Regions from separate parts of the Capra hircus genome. Here region 1 is linked to region 2. Evidence: chromatin contacts called from public Hi-C data. All regions are on one chromosome and are shown on one strand. Each heading gives the region's core, a stretch centred on a gene start, on an enhancer-like site or on the middle of the called end of the contact. The rest is flanking DNA. Distances are from core to core; before and after follow the strand shown.

Region 1 (2,815 bases), core at 190-2,689, 140 kb before region 2:
AACCTCTTATTCAGAGGCCTGAGGTCTCTGGAACCACTTTCGAGAGTTTCTCACATTATGAGTCCCATCATCCCAAAGGCCCTCTCTCTTAGTGTCCCTGTCATGAGACTTCTCTCAAAGAGACTGATCCAGAGAAGGAAGTCAGTGCGTGGAGCCTGACATGGCAGATACTTAGGGTGCTGAGTTTTATAAGAATTGATGAGAGTAAGTGAAAACAAAACGTGAAATGTCAGCTCACGCTGCATTGATTTGTAGCTAATAATGCGCACTTACCATCTTATCTATAATCTTTGAGAGCAATGGAATGCTATTAAGAGAACAAAGCAATAGTTACCTGACATTTGGGTTTAAGAGAAATCTAAGCTCAAGATTGCCCAACAACTGTTTTTCTGGCTTCTCTTCCTCCCTTCTGCGACATTTGGCAGAGATCCTAAAGTCAGTGATGAGTTCAGAGGCACAAAAATACCTTGGTCTTTATAAATTCAGCCCAACTCTACTCTTCCAGTATTAGGACAAAGTAGACACCTTGATCTACACAGGGTTAAGGTTTATCAGAAAGGACTGAAATAGAGGCACAAAACTGTTACTTGGGAGAAAAGACATGCTAACAAGAAAATTAAGGAAGCAGCTAGAATACAGAAATAAAGGGGTCAACAGACTGGAGGTCATATGGAGACAACCATCTTAGTGGGAATGAAGTGGGTAGAATTGAGCGAGCTGGAGAGAAGACCATTAAGTGAAACAACCGGATTACTTATTGGCGGAAACAAAGTGCATGGTATTAGTCACCTATGCACAAGGAAATTGAGTAGCAGCTTTCGGCAGTAAGGTTGAGTCAGGCTGAATGAGGTGTTTTGATAACCATCCCAGCATCCAAGTACTTGACTTTGGAATGAGATCTGAGGTTCAAATTCCAGTACCTCTTATGAGAGAGACTGGGCAGTTGGCCTCAGAGCATCACCTATAAAAGTGTGTAACTGTCCGAAACTGAGTAATTGAGATTCATTTATCTGGCAGCAGGCCAGTATTTCAGTGTTTTCTCAGGTAAGTCAGAAGTATTACAACTGACTGTTGCAATACCTCACAGTAAGATTTCTGCATCAGTTCCAGTACATCAGGTGACAGCTACTGCTTGCTTCACTGAATCAGACAGGTATTCTGTAAAATGAATCTAAATCTTACTGTTCGGGAGAATTAAATACATGCATTTGTTAATCATATATGACAAACATAGACCTTAACTGGTTTATTGAAACAGTCCAGAGATCTTGGGTGGAGTTAAGCCACCAAAAAATGCAAGGGAAAGACAGCAAGATATGTTCCAAGTTATGACAGATCTATTCTACCTTTTTATATCTATTTGGTCATTTAGTCTGACACAAACATGTACATGACTAAGCTCATGACATTTAACCAGTCATCTGGCCACACCAAATTTCTGTTCACATAATGATAGAAACCGCACATTACCCACAGTTGACATTTGAGTCAGTGTACACAGAAGCCGTGTAAGCAGACAGGACATTGTGATACAGGAAGTGACTGTTGTTCCCTTAAGACAACTAGCTACTCACTGAGCAAGACAGGAATGACAGCTACCTGACTACGTGTCATTTGGGGCTAAGATTCAGTCTGATATTTATGATACCTAACCCTTAACTATAAAATTCAGTATTAGATAAAAGGTTTGTTCTACAGGCCCATGATAGCAAATCACTGTAAGGGCAATTTAATTGTGTACATAAAGACACTTCCTAGGTGGGGAGATTGAGAAAGTGACAAACTCTAGGCCTCCATTTTTTTTTTAACTTATGAAGTGTAAATAACCACTCTTTAGGAGTTACTAAAATCAACCAGTGTATAAAGCATTTAGAACAATGGTATAATGGCTCAGCTACTGCTGCTACTATTGTTTGTCTATACTCACAAATTTTATAGTTAGTCACGACTCTGATCTACTGCTCACATAACCACCAATGGTCCCATGTATGTGAGCAATGAACATGTGTATAGACTAAGTGTTTACAACACAAGGAAAATTGGGAACCAGAACTGTCAATACTCCTTAGTCTTTTTGCCATGCGACACAGCTTGAGGATCTTACTGAACCTGTACCCTCAGCAGTGAAACTGCAGCGTCCTAACCAATGGGCAACCAGGGAATTCTTCCCACTAGCGTTTAAGGCAAATGGTAAAGCAAAGAATAGAAAGTGAACATAAGATGTCAAGAGAGGTGAAAGAAAAGGTGATAAGATTAGGCAAGTGTGTAACTAGTATGAACATGAGTCTGGAGCCAGGAAAATGCTATAGAGAACCCAAACAAGAAGGGTCCTATGACCATGAGACAGGGTGTTTAAGATGTCTGCTTGGAGTCGACTGCTAAAGAAGGGTAACTTCCGCTTATGTGAAACCTAGTAGGAATGTGAGCAGAAGCTGCAATCAGTGGGGAAATTCACCATGAAGTGCGCTGAAGATAAACCTGGCTTCCTCAGCCTGAAGAGGCTCCCATGTGTTCTTTGGAATATTAACGTTGAGTAGATTGGGATGTAAATGGCGCTGTTTCCGTTGTCCTACTTTCAGTTCACCTGGGAGTTTGTGTCATCTATTAATCTGATAAATCTTCCCCACCCCAGTGAGGTACAGAAAACTTCAACATTCTAAAACACACCCGATTCCAGCAATGGGGATGGAGAATGAGAAGGCACCCAACAGCTAGCACTTCATGGATCTTCCAAACTCTCTCAACAGGTGAATCTGTTCATTCAAGGTTTTAAGTGTCCCCACAGAACCTTTGGCTGGACATACCAGCTACCAAC
Region 2 (3,045 bases), core at 313-2,812:
TTCCCTGAAGACCAGCCACACTGCTTTTAGAAATTTTTAAAATATCTAAGATCCAGAGTCTTTGCATTTGTTTCCTCTGCTTGTATCACACTTTCCCCACTTTGATGACCAGTAGTTTCAAGTATCATCTTACATGCCTTTTCCTCACAGAAACCTTCTCTGATATCCCTAACTAGTCTAGGATTAGGTGTTTCCCTAGCAGCCTGCAATTTTCCATCTTAATACTGCTAATTGTTTAGTCAGTGATCAAGTATTGAGAGCCTTTTACATGCAGGAATAGACGGTAAAATAAAACATGCAAGACCCCAGCCATCCTAGACCTCATATTCTACAGAGGGAATGTAACGTACAAGTAAACAAATCACCCTTTTGGGTGATTTTAGTTAATGATAATTAGCTCCACGGTTTTCCTCTGTGTTTGGATAGTAAACTCCACGAAGGTAGAAGCTATTTGTCTTAGTTACTTCCAGTTTGCTAGAGCTTATTAGCACCTAGCTGGCTGAATAAGCTCAAAACAAATTTAAGTGACTGTTAAAAACAGGCATATAAAAACCAGAAATGGAAAACACAAATGCGACTACTTCTGTAAACAGTTCAGTTTGAGGGTTTTTTTCCTTTTTCAAAACTTTCTGTAATTCTATTCTTTTTATAACTACAACAATTTAAAAAGATAAGCAAAAAATCACCAAAACCCGTAAAGAAACCCCAAATAAAACACATTTATATGTTATCACACACTCATTAACAGACGTGGTAGTAACCCTACTCTGAAATACTCAGATGCGTTGGTTAACAGTACAGAATTTCCTTGGCGCCTTACCAAGTAGGTTCCCGGCTGCCAGAAATGTAATTTAGTTTTAAAAGAAAAGGTGCTTAAGAATATGCCCCCCGCAATTTCTCCGATCGCTAATACACTTGAGAATCTCCCTCCACCCACGACGTGGCAGCAAAAAAAAAAAAAACCAAACCCTGCAATTCTATTTTTATGTCAACGATGAGAAGAGAACACAGAACTTTTTGCGAGGTCAACAAAGAATGCAAGACTTTTACGCAACAGATCGCCGGCTTTTTCCCCAAAAGATCCTTTTACAAGCCCCAAAGACAAAGATGGGCTGGTAAAACCAGGTAGCCCTAGGTTTGGCCAGGAGAGCATCCAGATAAAACCCCACCCCCTAGCAGAGCGCTCAGCCTGGTCTTTCTTTCCTCCGGGCGCATGCGCAGCGCACTCTCCTGCCTCCGCACGTCTTTTCCAGCGAGTCGAGGAGGCGCTTACGTCACCGTGCCGTCGAAGAGAAAACCCTTCCGCTGCTCCATGGAAAACGAGTCCACGCACCTTTAGCTTTCTTTACCCCTCCTTCTACCCCAATGCCAAAGACTTTCCCGGCCCGTTGCCAACAGCCCAGCTTTTTGCCGAACTTCTGAGTACGTTCGTTGGACGGAAAAAAGCGGCGGAGAGGGAAAAGTTGGAGGATGTGAGACCAAACCAGGGTTGTTTACGGGGAGTGAGCGAGTCTAGAAATCGGTCCGCGAGGGCGGAGCCGAAGAAGCCGGCACTTCTTTCTCTCTCTCTTCCCCTCCCTCCCCAGCCTTCCCCGCGAGCGGACGCGGCATCGCCTCTGTCTCGCTTTTTCTTATTTTTCTCCCCCCTTTCCCCTTCCTTTTTATTTTTTTTTTTATTTTTCCCCCTTCCCCCCCTTTCACCATTTCCCCTCGGAGGCGCTTCCCCTGGGCAGGGGCAGAGCCGGTCTCACCCCCCGCCTCTCCCCGGCCCCCGCCGCCCTATGGCGAGAGGGAACCCCCTCCCCACCCGGGCACAAGCGGCGGCGGTTGGAGGAGCGGGACCGGCGGCGGCGGCGGCGGCGGCCTCAGGTCCAGGGGCGTCATGGAACTAATTCGCTGACCAGCCCACCGGCTGCAGCCGTGCGTCCCGCTCGAGCGCCAGCGCCCGCGCCCTCCGGCCCGCTTCCCCCTCTTCTCCCTCCTCAGTCGGCCCGGTCCTGGTCCCGCGCGTCTCGTCGCCGCGCGCAGAGGAAAATGAGGTGGTAACGGGCCCCCGGATGACCCCTCGTCACCACTTTGAGGTCTACAGTTCTGCCGGGGAGGAGGAGGAGGAGGAAGAAGAGGAGGAGAAGGTGAGGGGCGGGGACGGTCCTCGCGATCCGCGCGCGACCCCCTCCAGCGCCGCGCGCTCCGTCGGGGAAACCTGCCGGACACCCCCCATCCCACTCCTCTCACCAACAACTCGGCCCCTGCCCAGTTCGGAAACAGCTCCGCTGGGTTCCCTTTCGGGCCAATTTTTTCCGTCAGCGCGTAACTTTTTTTGTAGCTGCAGCAAATCGCCTCCTAGTGTGCGTTCTAGGCTCCGCGAGCCCGGGGGATACACAAAGAAGGACACACCCCCAACCCTAGACCTCAACGCCCCCAAGGGACCCGGGGGAAAATCGTTCACTTTGCAAAGCAGGCGGTGCTGGGGACGGGACGGGGTGGGGTGCAGATGATGGGGAAAACCTGCGGGAAGGCGGGGGAGAGGAACGTTACTCGGGGTTTTGGGTGGGTGGGGAAGATCTGCCGAAGGAGCTGAGCTTAAGAGTTTGCACCCTAAGGGGAGTAAGACCGAAAAGTTGAAGAGGGCGGAAGGCCCTCTGCCGAGCTAGTGATTCCACTGCAGATCGTTTGGGTAGGAGTTGCGAATTAGATAGCAAAGTAGTGGAAGGGTATCTTTCCGGAGGTAGGATGGCATCAGACTGGAGATCTTTGAATGTCAAAGTATTCAACTTTTATTCTGTCGGTGGGAGCCACTCAGCGTTTGAACAATAGCAGTGTGACATTATGATGTTAATAGTAACACTTGTTGAGGCTTACTATTGGACAGGCATGGTTCTAAGTGGTTTGCAACTTACTGAATCTTCACAGGGGTAGGTGGTTCAGAAACATTTTACAGATGAGGGAAACTGAGGCTCCATAAAATTGATTTTTCCTACTAGATGACAGCCAGGACACGGTGGCCAGAATTCCATCCCAGGCAGTCTGACTATGCTATACAGT

The links. Hi-C and Micro-C count contacts between places; a contact is called where the count stands out from the background.
Region 1: a contact with region 2 is called in a Hi-C map of blood, with 5 times the contacts expected there. The contact joins the enhancer-like site here to the promoter of CCNI in region 2. A contact is called at or near these places in 2 of 5 Hi-C or Micro-C datasets (both in blood).

What each region holds. Positions count from the first base shown.
Region 1 is chr6:92,549,170-92,551,984 of ARS1.2, reverse strand. No RefSeq gene overlaps it. Among named protein-coding and RNA genes, the nearest start is that of CCNG2, 60 kb to the right of the region's middle. Within about 2 kb of position 1,439, at least 1 of the 5 cell types and tissues checked has an H3K27ac peak or open chromatin away from gene starts, as enhancers often do.
Region 2 is chr6:92,413,420-92,416,464 of ARS1.2, reverse strand. It overlaps CCNI (cyclin-I), which reads left to right and starts at 1,562. Exons shown (of 7, transcript XM_005681795.3): 1 at 1,562-2,132.